Regions from separate parts of the Sus scrofa genome. Here region 2 is linked to region 1. The links are chromatin contacts, called in public HiChIP or PLAC-seq maps. All regions are on one chromosome and are shown on one strand. The core of a region is the stretch at or near the end of the contact, and the rest is flanking DNA. Distances in the headings are between cores, read along the strand shown.

Region 1 (6,466 bases), core at 2,277-4,776:
GGTTTGATAAAATCAGCGTGTGGGTTGAACACAATGACCAAGTGGAATGATGGGAGGCCAGAGACCAGTGGATCACTGATCCTTGGGCCCTTACGTGTGCCTCCTCTTTCTAGGGTGAGTCCAGACACTTGCTGTTGTGCTTTTTGTCCGTTTCCTGATTAAGTTGGCAGCTGCAGAATTCTCAGTTTGTTAATCCTGCTTGGTGGCCCCTGTCTGCCTAACCAGTTGGTAGACCATTGAGGGCTCAGGCCCAGAGTGGGCCAGTTAACTCTGTTCAGAGTTAAACACTGCACACGTGAGTCCGGCTAGAAAAGGGGTCCCAGGGATGGTCAGAAAGAGAAGGGCTGTTTTAGTTAATGTGTCGGTGTTCACGAAAAAATAACTTCTTCGGTCGATGAGGGATTACTAGTGGTATCTTATTGTTCATTGATTCTGCATCAAACAATTGAGAACGTACCTCAGGTGGCCAGGACTTCTTGTTGGGGAGAATGAAGAGCAATAGGGTCTAAGTCCAAAATCGTAAAAGGACTAACCGGGTAGGGTCTACACGTATTTGCTTCCATATCCCCCAAATAAAAACTAAGAGGTTGCCTCTGGAAGATTATCTGGAGTTTCACATAGAAAGAAGTACTTCTTTACATGGGGTGAAGTAAATTCAAAACCATTAATTACTCCAGGAGAGTATGGAAGCCAAGTTTTTTTTTTTTTTTTTTTTTGTCTTTTTGTCTTTTGTTGTTGTTGTTGCTATTTCTTGGGCCGCTCCCGCGGCATATGGAGGTTCCCAGGCTAGGGGTTGAATCGAATCCAACTAGGAACCATGAGGTTGCGGGTTCAATCCCTGGCCTGGCTCAGTGGGTTAAGGATCCAGCATTGCTGTGAGCTGTGGTGTAGGCCGAAGACGCGGCTCAGATCTGGCGTTGCTGTGCGGAGGCTGCAGCTCCGATTAGACCGCTAGCCTGGGAACCTCCATATGCCGCGTGTGCAGCCCTAGAAAAGACAAAACAAAAAAGATCTGCCTCTTAGAGCTTGTTGTAGGTAGTACTTTTTAAACTACAGTATCTTTCTTTTTTCTTTTTAGGGCTGCACCCATGGTATATGGCGGTTCTCGGGCTAGGAGTCGAATCCGGAGCTGTAGCTGCTGGCCTACACCTCAGCCATAGCAAGACGGGAGCTGAGTCTGAGCTTATACCACAGCTCAAGGGAAGCCGGATCCTTAATCCGCTTAGCAAGGCCAGGGACAAAACCTGCATACTCATGGAGGCTAATCTGATTGTTTCCACTGAGGCATGATGGGACCTCCTAAACTACAGTCTTTGAAAGTGGACCCAAAGGTTAAAAATGCAACACAGAGGTGTTACTCACCCCAGAAATATGTCTACAGGTTTTCAAATCATCTGTTACAGATTTATCATAAGAGCGCCTCATCCTTCCATATGTTTAAGGTCTAAAAAACCTGGATGCTGGTGTTCCCTCCACAGCTCAGTGGGTTAAGAATCAACTACAGCGGCTCAGGTTGCTGCAGAGGCGCAGGGTTTGATCCCTGGCCCAGTGCAGTGGGTTAAGGGATTTGTAGGCTGCAGCTCTGGCTGGGATTCAAGCCCTGGCCCGGGAACGTCCATATGCCGTGGCTGCAGCCACAAAATGAAGAAAAAAAAAAAAAAACAGAAAAATCAAAAACGAAACTGAATGAGCCTCCCTCGCTCATAGGAATGACCTGATAAAAATACACCCTGTATTTTGGTCTTTCATCTCCTCAGCTAAAGTGGGAGACAGGAAATTCAGAGAATGATGTTCTAAGATGCTAATGCCAGGAAGAAGGGCCCCCACTGGGCACCTCTCCATCTGTAAACCACCCAGCTACAACCAAGTCAACTACCTGCCTTCCACATCACTCATTATATCCTGTATTTTAAAGTAATTATTCCCGGAGTTCCCTTCGTAGCTCAGTGGTTAACGAATCTGACTGCTCTCCGTGAGGACTCCGGGGGGATCCCTAACCTCGCTCAGTGGGTTAAGGAGCTGCGTTGCCCTGAGCTGTGGTGCAGGTCCCAGACGGGCTCAGATCTCACGCGGCTGCAGCGCAGGCTGGCAGCTACATCTCCGACTGGACCCCTGGCCTGGGAACCTCCATGTGCGGCCCTGAAAAGACATTACATAAATAAATAAAATAATTATTCTCACCCACTCTTTGAGCACCTATTCATGGCAGGTTCTGCGGAAGTGTGGGCATAAAGTCCCCGACTTTGAAACACTCACAGCCTAGCGGACAGAACACTTCAACCGCCCGTATTTACTTCCTAAGTGCCTACAAGTTTGCAAGAACGTCAATGCTTTAACAGAAGCAGAGGGAGTCGACTCAAAACTTGTTCGTACCTGTCCCATATGATTCCCTGCTGCAAGTGTGTTTTGCTCTTGTTGTTTCAACCTGATTAAACCTTTCCCCAGGCAGGGCTGTCTCCTTTTGGAATGAATTTCACAGAAGCAAGCAAAAGGCTGGCACAAAGCAAGCACTCAGCGAGCATAACGGGAAATAAGCGTTGAGGAAACACAGGGAGGGCCCCCCTCTGTCAGAGGTTGTCTGGGCCGCCCTCCTGATGCCATAGCTCTTCCCATCAAGGGGAAGGCCTGCCAGTATCGACCCCAAACTCGTCTGGGACTCAGGCCGCTGGCAGCACATCCCCTACAAAGGGCGAACCCCATGGAGACGCCTGGGCCTGCGTCTGGCGCTCTTCGCCCCACGAGAGAGATCGAGCTGGCAGGCGCCCGTGCGGGGTGCAGAGCCCCCTCTTTCCTAGCTCCCCCGGCGCGCACGACGGGTGACCAAGCCTTTCAAATAAAACTCCGTTGCTGGCTATGGGTTCGAGCCCCGGCCTCACTATCCTCTGAAACCGGGCGGCTGCTACGTCGGTCAGCCAACCTCCGCGCTTCAGGCTGTTCAAGGGCGGAAAGGAGCTAAAATCCGTCCCTGGCGGCCCGCGCTGGGGAAGCGAGTGCAGCGCGCGCCCGGCCACCTGCCTGCTAAAGGAAGGGGTTACTCCAGGGAAATGCGGCCGGAGGGCAGAGCCGCGGGGCGCAGAGCCGAGGCCCGGGTGGCGTGGGGGCAAACCGAGGAAGGGCAGCAGCCGAGCGGCGGCCGGGGCGGGCAGCGCGGGAACGGCGGAGGCGGGCGGGCGGGCAGCCCGCGTCCCTCATCCGCCGGCCTCTCACCTCGCTTGATTACATGCATCGCCGCTGGTGGACGAGGTGCTGACGGATACGAGACGCGGCTGCAACTCCGAAGCGTCGGCGGGATCCAGACGGCGCAGAGCGCGGAGGAAGATAGAGCTCCAGGGGCTGCTCGGGTGCAGGGCCAGGAACCAGGCCAGAGCGCACTTTCCCCTCAGGGCCGAGTACCGCGATCCGAATCCCCTTCCCGCTCCCGCCAGCCGCGACGCAGGAGCCGCACAACGGAGCTCCGATGACGTTACGCGACGCCGCCCGTAACGGCGGCCAAAGAGTCGGCCTGGTCCCGCAGCCGCCATGTTGAGTGTGGGCAGGGCCCAGGAGAAGGCGCGTGTGTGGGCACGCCTGGCGGGAACGTCGCTCTGTCGCCGCCATGTTGAGTGTGGGCAAAGACGAATTGGAGCCCTGTGGCGGGTCGTAGCACGCCGAGCCCGCCAGGCTTGGCCCCGCCCCTCTCGCCGGCACGCCCTGCGTGGGTGGAGACGGTTCAGGAACATTTGAAATACCAAGCCCTCGGGTTGGATTTTTCTCGGCTTGATGACTGTTACACTAGGATAACCCGAGACTGCCACCGTGGGCCTGAGCTCCGCAGCCGGAGGCATTCGGGAGCCCCACGACCTTTTGTGAGGTCGCCTGGAGCCTAGCGCGCAGTGTTGGAAGCGAGCCCTGCTAGGCCAAGGGCGTTGGGCAAGAGGAACGAGCCCTGCCGGGGTTTTCAGCGGGGCAGGAGCACTGACCTTTTTAGTGCTGCTTTTTGGAATTACCAGAAGTACTAAAAGTACTGCTTTTCGAATTACCTAGTGGATGGTGGCAGAGACAGGGTCAGCAGTACGGCCTTGCGGAGGGAGCATGGACAGGACTTGGAGACCGAATGTGGGGAGGAAGAATGGAGGAGACGTGACTCAGGAGGCTCAAGTTTCTGTGGGCTAGGCAAACTGCCATCTATGAAATCTGAAGTGGCATCCCTTCCCTGGATCCTTTCATCGGTTTCTTACTGCTCTCCACGTGGTCCAGGCTTCCTACGAGGTACAGCCATACCTGGAGGACACTAGCATTTTGGTTCCAGACCATCACAACACAGAGACTGCCACGATGCTGCAAGTCATAGGAAGTTATATTTACATTACACCGTCGTCTATTAAGTGTGCGATAGCATTATGTCTTTAAAAAGATGTACGCACCTCAATAAACACTTTATTGCTAAAAAATGTTAATTACTATCTGAACCTTGAGCGAGCCATCAACTTGGTTCCCGTGGCGGGTTTGAAATGTCGCAAGAAGCATCCAAATGTGACACAGAGACATGAAGTGAACAAATGCTGATAGAAAAACTGCATTGCTTGCCACAAACCTTCAATGTGTGAAAAACGCAGTACCTGGGAAGCACAGTCAAATGGTTTGCTCCTAATTCTAAGAGTCACAGGGGACAGCTGAAGCCATAGGACAGGCAAGAGATAGGGTTGCCAGATTTAGCAAATAAAAATAACGTGTCCCAAATAGTGCGTGGGACATAATTATACTAAAAAGGTACTTGTCTGAAATTCAGGTTTATCTGAGCTTCCTGTATTTCATCTGGCAGCTCTACCCAGAGGGCTCTTGGGTAAGTGTATTAGTTTCATTTTCCCTTGGCAAAGGCAAAATGTCTCTTCATCCTGTCTGCTATGCCACAAAGAGCACAGAAAACACAATGAGAATCAAGGCCAGCAGAGATTAAAATCTCCTACATGCTTTATTGGACTTCAAAGAGTCTTATGAAATAACACAGAAAAACCCATGTGAGGGTGTCCAGGGGGTACAAGGCAGTCTGCAGCCAGCACCTCCTAAGACCAGCCCCAGGAACCCCTACCCCAGGCCCCAAACAGGATCCCGGGGTAAAGACATGGCAGGGAGTAGGGCAGAGGGGAAATACCTTTACAGCCACAGCAAAAACAGGTGAGGGAGAGAGGTGTCTGGGGGTGGGAAGGGCAGGGGGAGGTGGTCGCACAGCCGCCTTGACCTATACCATTTTCCTTGGCCACCCCTTCCCTAAGCTGGCTGTGTCCCTTCTGAGCCTCTGGCCCAGGCTATGCCGTAACATGAAAACGGGCTCTGACAAGGGGAGTGCATGGTGCAGGCACTTGGGAAATTCAGATTATTTCACTTTTCAATTTGAAACTGTCTTTTGGTTCAAATGCGACAACATGCTGCCCAGCAGCTCCAAGGCCCGTGACAGCCCCTGAGTCGTGGCTGAGGCTCCCATGACTAGGGGAGCCGACTATCCAGAGCCTCAGGAGTCTTGATGCCTAGGGAGCACTTGGGCAGCACCTCTGACAGACAAACCATCCTGCAGGGTGGGGAGCAGGGATGAGAAAGAGGCAGGTGTGGGTGAGAGGAGAGAGAGAGAAGGTGACTGCCTCGTAGCCCACATCTCTGGCTTCCACTCATCCTCCAGCTACAAGTCTCTCCTGACCTGGCCCCTAGCCTGGCCTCTCTTCCAAGCCCTCTAGTGGCCTGTTGTCTGGGAACTGGTTTCGCTCCCCTGTGGGCCGCCGGACGCCTGAGTGAACTCCAGACCAAGGTTCCCTCTGGCCCACCCCTCTCCCAAAGAACAAACCTCAAATATCAGGTCCTGGGCCCCGGTCTGGGGCAAACAGAACCCTCCTGATGGGGTGGAAGAGATCTGAGGCACAGGTGTCAGAAGTTACGCCCCCTCTCCTCCCCCAGCTGCTGGGGGAAGTCGGGGAGGGGTGGGAGGGAGGAGCCTGAAAGCAGGAGACAGAGAGAAACGAGAAACCAAACCTCAAAACTGGGACAGCAGAGACAGAAGCCGGACCCCCGAGGAGGAGCTGGGAGCTGCGGGGACAGCAACTAAGACATGCACTGAAGTGGAGAGGGGGTGACAGCAGCAGCCTCTGGCTGGGAGGGAGGCAGGGCAGGCAGGCGGCGGTGGTCGGGTAATAAATAACGTGGAAGGCCCCAAGGATGCGGGGGCGGTCTGTACAGTGCCCAGGCCCCGGGGCCAGCCCCTCCCGTGCCCCCGCCTGGGGGCTCGGTGTCTTGGAAGGGAGGGAAGGGGAGGCAGAAGACCCGGGAAGGACGAGCTGTCCCGCCACTGCCACCCTCCTCACTGCCTATTTCTTAAGAGGTTTCTTAAAGATCTTGAGGGGAAACTTCTTGCGGCCTGGGCTGGAGTCTGTCTCCTCGCCAGTGGAGCCGTTATCCTCCTCAGGCGCAGCCTTCTTGCCAGCCAGGTGGGGAATGCGTG
Region 2 (6,466 bases), core at 2,072-4,571, 250 kb after region 1:
AGTGTTGCTGCGAGCTGTGGAGTAGATCACAGACATGGCTCGGATCCTACATTGCTGTGGCTGTGGTGTAGGCCGGCAGCTACAGCTCTGATTAGACCCCTAGCCTGGGAACCCCCATATGCCGCGGATGCAGCCCTAAAAAGCCAAAAAAAAAAAAAGATCTGACAAAGAGCTAGGCCTCAATAAATGGTAATTATTATTATTACTGAAAAACAGAAGCTTCTTTTTTTTTTTTTTTTTTGTCTTTTTGCCATTTTTTGGGCCACTCCTGCGGCATATGGAGGTTCCCAGGCTAGGGGTTGAATCGGAGCTGTAGCCACCAGCCTACGCCAGAGCCACAGCAACTCGTGGTGCAGCAAAAACAAATCTGACTAGGAACCATGGGGCTGCAGGTTCAATCCCTGGCCTTGCTCAGTGGGTTAAGGATGCGGTGTTGCTGTGAGCTATGGTGTAGCTCGCAGATGTGGCTCTGATCTGGCATTGCTGTGGCTGTGGTATAAGCCAGCAGCTATAGCTCTAATTCAACCCCCCTAGCCTGGGAACCTCCATACGTGGCCCCAAAAAGCAAAAAAAAGCAAAGAAAAACAAATCTAGAATCATCTATTCCTTTGATGATTCTGTAGTACTTAGAGGTCAGTCTCTTCCCTGGGCATCGGTTCTCCAGAGCTGCACAAACTGAGATCTCAGGCCATGTGTGAGAGAGACTGGGAGCTCCCAGGACAGAACTGGATTTCACTTAGCTCTGTCTCGGGCAGAAAACTGAGCTGTGGACATCTCTGGGCTCCTGATGTCCGGAGAGTGTTTGGCTCATCAAGCTTTTGTGAATATGCACCCAACTCCTTGGCTTTAGAGGGGAAGAAGGAAGACGATGGCAATCCAAGGGGCTTATGAGAATTAGGCAGAGTAAGAGTGTGCAGGCCCAGGAAGCCCTGGCCCACAGAGAAATCTTTCGTGGGCCGCATGCCTACCAGAGTACCTCATAAGAGGTCCTTCGACTTAGAAATCACCGTGGTCACAAGACATTTCTCCCTGGAGCACGCCTTGTCCGATGTCTCCCCCTCCAGCTGGCCCATTGGTATACACTACTTAAGAAGACTGGCTCCTGCACACCTGCCACTACTACTCTGGACTGACACATTTCTGAGCTCATTTTCTGGGACAGAATCCATGTCTTAGAATATTTAGAATGGGAATTCCTTAACATCGTTAAGGAATACAAACACTCTCTAGCATTTACTGAGGGCTGTGCACCAGATACCACATCAAGGGCCTTATCCACTTAATCCTCACAGCTCTGTGAGGCAAGTACAGTTATTACTCCCATTTTACAGACAAGGAAACTAAGGTTCAGGGGGGTTAAGAACTTTACTCACGCTCATATAGCTAATACATGATTGGGCTCAGATTTAAAACCCAGGGTCCTCTGACTCAAAAGTCCCATATTTCTCTTCTACTTAAGAAAGTAATTCAGGAGTTCCCGTCGTGGTGCAGTGGTTGACAAATCCGACTAGGAACCATGAGGTTGGGGGTTCCATCCCTGCCCTTGCTAAGTGGGTTGGCGATCCGGCGTTGCTGTGAGCTGTGGTGTAGGTCGCAGATGAGGCTTGGATCCCGCGTTGCTGTGACTCTGGCGTAGGCTGGAAGCTACAGCTCTTATTAGACCCCTATCCTGGGAACCTCCATGTGCTGCGGGAGAGGCTCAAGAAATGGCAAAAAGACAAAAAAAAAAAAAAAAAAAAGAGAGAGAGAGAGAAATTCACTCACTCATGCATGAAACATTTAATGTGCAGCTATGCTGCGCGCCTAGGAACATCGGAATAAATAAGGAGAGGAAAAGCTCAAACATAGGATTGAAAGGACTGAGGATTGAGGCGGGGAAGGTGAGAAAACAAGAGTCCATGAGGGCAGGGAGGAGAGCTTATGACTTTCTGATGCAGAGCACAGGCAAGAGAGGGTGGAGGGTAGGGACTGAGGTTTGAATGGAGGAGCTGGAGGAGTTGGGGGAAGGTGTCTGGAGTCAGAGGTTCAGCTTTACTATTTGACCATCCATAGATTTCTTTCTCTGTCCCCTCAAGCATCTACTGAACATTTATTTCGTTTCTCTTACCCATTATTTTATCTTTAGGACCACGCCACTTTTTGACTAATCCCTTGCCACCACTGAAAACACAGAGTGATTTATGTATGTTTTGGGCAGCGCCTATTTCAATCTATTAATGTCCCAGAAGGGGGTGGCCGCGTGGTAAATCTCAAGGTTTTGCTTTCTGAGCACAGTCTCGGCTATTTTATGTGGGACCCTTAGTCACTAGATCTACTTTCTAGAACAGACTCTACCCACCCTCTTGCAGGCTTCTGCTGCAAGTTAGGCCCTGGAGGAAAGGAACACCAGTGTGAAAATAAAACTGACCTTCAAGAGCCCTGCACAAAAGATAGGAAAGTAAATAACAGAATACAAAGTAACAAGGCTGTAACAGAGGCCTGCCCAAGCGTTACCCCCAACTCACTGGGAGAGATAGGCAAATGTATCCCAGAGAAGGTGGGAACATTTCAACCAGGACTTTATGAATAAGTAGAGCTTCCTAAAGTGCAGGTGGGAAACAAGTACCAGAACTGTTCTTTGTACCAAACCTTAAGTTGAGCCATGCCCTATGGCATCTCTAATGCTAACGTCTATTCTAGGGAAACAAGGAGGGGACGGTAGTGTTGGGGTTAGCATGGGTCAGCAGACAAGGAGGCCCGGTTTCGGGGCCTCGGAGCAGCTGCAGGTGAACTACGCGCGACAGACCTCCTAGGAGAGCCCTCCATCTGCGCACGTGGTCTGGCCAGGAAATGAGGGCAGGACGACTGGGGTGCTTTCCCATCACCTCCGGCTGACTGGGGCAGGGAAAGGGTAGAATAGTTACCATGCCATCCTGGAGTCTTCACTCTGATTGGCCCCAGCCTCAGCCGCCGGAGTCTCTCTGCTCCAAAGGAGGGGGCGGAGCCTTGGTATAACGTCATCACTCTTCTCCCAACCCCGCCCGATGTAGCCACTCACCAGCCCACTTCGAGGAGCCCTGTGTGACGTCACGACTCGCTCCCAGCCAACCACAGCGACGAGGGGCGGGACTCTGGGTCCCTCCCACCGCCCCTCCCCTTTCCTCCCCCTAGTTCCTGTGTCCCTCCTCTTCCCCCTCTCCCAGTTTCCCGAAGACAGCCCTCACGTTCGGTTTCAAAAGGCCCGTGGTCCAATGAGTAACAGGGAGGCCCTAGAGTGGCGGCGGCATCTACCAATGGGAAGACAGCGGGGGCGGAGCGGTCGCAGCGAGCCTCTGACGGCGGGCGGCGTGTGACGCAGTCGGGCCCTCTGCGCGCTGCGCCCCGAGCGGCGGTCGGTGTCGGTGGTGGCGGCGGAGGCGGCGACGGTTTCGTGGCGGCCGCGCGCTGCTCTCGGAGCGGCGGGTGGCGGACGGGCCTAGGCCCTCACTCCTGACACTTCCCCTCCCCCACAGCACCGCGGTAAGTCGGGAGCCGGGGTGGCGGTGGTGGCCGGGACCCGCAGGCTCCTCCTCCCCTCAGGGCGGGCCGGTGCGCGGGGCGTCCCAGGCCCTCGCTGCGCTGAAGTCTCGCGCCCCTGCGCGCACCTTCGGCCCCGAGGGAGGGGGCGGGGCCCCGAGGTCCGCGCTCGGGGCTCCGGGAGGGAGTCGCTGTCGGTGGGGTCTGGGCCCAGGGGTCCCGCGCTGCAGCCTGCGTGGAGGGGACGAACCTGCAGTTGGTTGTACTCATTCATTGGCCCGGCGGTGTTTAGGTGGGCCGGCCCTTTGGGAGGGCAGCGCCCTGAAACGCTGAATACGGCTCCCCCAGCACTTCCCTGACCCTCGCGAGGGATGGACTTTATTTGCCTTGGTTCCTCCGAGGGGAAATTTGCAGCTCTAGGGGAGGGTGAGTGGGTCGGGAGTTTCTAGCTTTTTCAAACAATGAGAACTAAGGTCGGCTTAATGGTGTGAAAGCTTATTTTCTGTTCTCCCACGTGTTCCCTGTGAAGCTTGACGAGGAGACATCTGAGGTGTCTGGATTACTATGGACATAAGGACATTAGAAATTAAGCCAATCCCCTTACCGTAAGTCACGTGCAAGTTTTTTAGGTGGAGAAACTGAGGCTCAGAGAAGAAACAGAGTTAACCAATTATCAGGTCTGACTCAGTCTAGAAATTTTTCTCCTGCACCACCCTTCCTGGGTTCTAGCCTACCAGTACTGAGGACTCCCTTTGGAATGGTGGAGGGGGTTAAGGTGGGGACCCTGGGTAGTTAGAAGCAGACATAGTCTTCAGTAGCGTTTCTGATGGAGTTGCTACCAGCTCTGTTCATGGTAAGGCACATGCTGAAGGATCCGGCATTATTACTGCTGTGGCTCCAGAGGATGCTGCTGTGGGGTTGGATCCCTGGCCCAGGGACTTCTGCATGTCGCAGATGCAGGGGAAAAAAAGTTGGTTAAAGAATGTCAGTGATGACAAAAATAAAAATAAAGGACTTCCCCTGTGGCTCACAACATAACTACTCAGCGTTGCTTCTACAGTGGCTGTGGCTCCACCTCTAGCTCAGGACCTAGAGTATGCCGCAGGTGCGGCCACTTGTTATGGAGTTCCCGTCGTGCCTCAGTGGTTAACGAATCCGACTAGGAACCATGAGGATGCAGGTTCGATCCCTGGCCTTGCTCAGTGGGTTAAGGATCGGTGTTGCTGTAACCAGTGGTGTAGGTCGCAGACACGGCTCAGATCCCATGTTGGTGTGGCTGTGGCGTAGGCCGGCAGCTACAGCTCTGATTAGACCCCTGGCCTGGAACCTCCATATGCCAACCCTGAGGCCATGAAAACACGAAAAAGGACACACACACAAAAAAAGAACGTCACTGATGTCATGTTGGAAATGAATCAATAAAACTACGTGTTATTGACTGGTTTCCTGTTCCAGATCTTAAATTTTTATTAGTATCAGCTTCTGGGGACTCGGAAGAGAGTCCAGTTTAGTGACCTGCAACAGTATTGGAATAGAAAACAGGAAATATGGACAAGATTTAGAAAGGTACACTGCAGTCATTTTGTGCTTCTGGTACCTTGGAACTCAGCTTTTACTGAATTTGAAAATTGTAGTAGATAAAGGTGAGAAAATTAAACTTTTCGGAGGAGAATCTAACTGGAAGAAAGAAAAAGAGCAGTGATCATTCCCTGTAAGAGTCTTATAAATTCAGAAAGAAACACTTGTTAACATGACAGATGGCATGTTTGGATTCTTGGTGAAAGAAGTTTGGATCTTTAAAAAACAAAACCAGGAGGTGGATAGGAAGGAGGTGCTGGGAAATACTTTGATAGAATTATTTTTTGACTCTTCATTGAGATTTATTGAAATCGAATTAGTTGACACTTGGGTCTGTTCACATCAGTCAGACTGTCACTTTACTCTTGTTTTGATGACGAAGCAAAAACTGAAAAACAGTAGTGTGTAAGTGAGCGCAGAACTGTAGTCCTAACTCTTAAGAGGTGAATGGGGTGTCTTCTGTGACATTTTCTCAACAAACATCACCCTCTCCTGGGGAAGTCTTTCTTGGCATTCTCTCCACTGCAAGCTTCCATGACACTTGTTTGATACTTCTATTTATAGCACAAATCATTTTGTATTTTAGATGTGTCTTTTTATTAAATTGTGGTGAAATATTTGTGGTCTTACCTTTATATTCAGATAACTTGGCGCATAGCAGGCCCCCTGTAAGTGTGCTTGCCTGTCTGAATAAACAAATATGGAGGAGTTAAGCTTAAAAATAGTCTATAAAGTAGCTGAGTATTTGTGTACTCCTGAAATACGGGTCCCAGATAAGAGAACCCATACTGCTCACGGTTACACAGTTCTTTGATACCAGACTTTATTTCATGTCCACTTGCTCTTAGGTAGGTAAGAATAGGCACAAATATTAGGGAAACATTCATAGCTTGGAAAAGATATACTTTACTGTAATACTGTTATTATTATTCTTGTTTTTTAAGGCATATGGAAATTCCCAGACAGGGTTGAATCGGGGCTGCAGCTGCCGGCCTACACCACAGCCACAGCAACACCAGATCAACACCTGAGCGAGGCCAGGGACTGAACCCACATCCTCACGGATACAGTTGGGGTTGTTACCCCTGAGCCACAACAGAAACTCCTGGGATATTATTTTCATAATAGCAATTAACTTTAGAAAGTAGAGGGTGGTAGTACTGATGTTTAATTTCCAGTAAAGAGCACATCTGTAATTATGCAATTTGTTGAAAGCTTAGGAGACTAAGAAGTTTAGAGATTTAACAATAGGTATTAGAGACAAGGTATGCCTCTAACCATTGTTTCTTGAGAATTTGGCCCATTCTTTGTGTGTGTGTGTTTGTTTTAATGGCTACACCCAAGGTGTTTGGAAGTTCCTGGGCCAGGGATCAAACCAGTACTTCTCAGAGAC

What was found. HiChIP or PLAC-seq counts read pairs in DNA pulled down with a chosen protein or histone mark.
Region 2: a contact with region 1 is called in an H3K27ac HiChIP or PLAC-seq map of alveolar macrophages. The contact joins the promoter of NUP98 here to the promoter of RRM1 in region 1. A contact is called at or near these places in 1 of 5 promoter capture datasets (fetal liver) and 1 of 2 datasets of contacts at active chromatin or transcription factors (alveolar macrophages).

What each region holds. Positions count from the first base shown.
Region 1 is chr9:6,061,685-6,068,150 of Sscrofa11.1, forward strand. RRM1 (ribonucleoside-diphosphate reductase large subunit) reads right to left here and starts at 3,527. Exons shown (of 20, transcript XM_021062424.1): 1 at 3,208-3,527. The coding sequence starts at 3,226. STIM1 (stromal interaction molecule 1) reads right to left here. Exons shown (of 12, transcript NM_001130974.1): 12 at 6,333-6,466. The coding sequence ends at 6,333.
Region 2 is chr9:6,316,295-6,322,760 of Sscrofa11.1, forward strand. It overlaps NUP98 (nuclear pore complex protein Nup98-Nup96), which reads left to right and starts at 3,322. Exons shown (of 34, transcript XM_021062427.1): 1 at 3,322-3,498. PGAP2 (post-GPI attachment to proteins factor 2) reads right to left here and starts at 3,005. Exons shown (of 7, transcript XM_021062450.1): 1 at 2,904-3,005.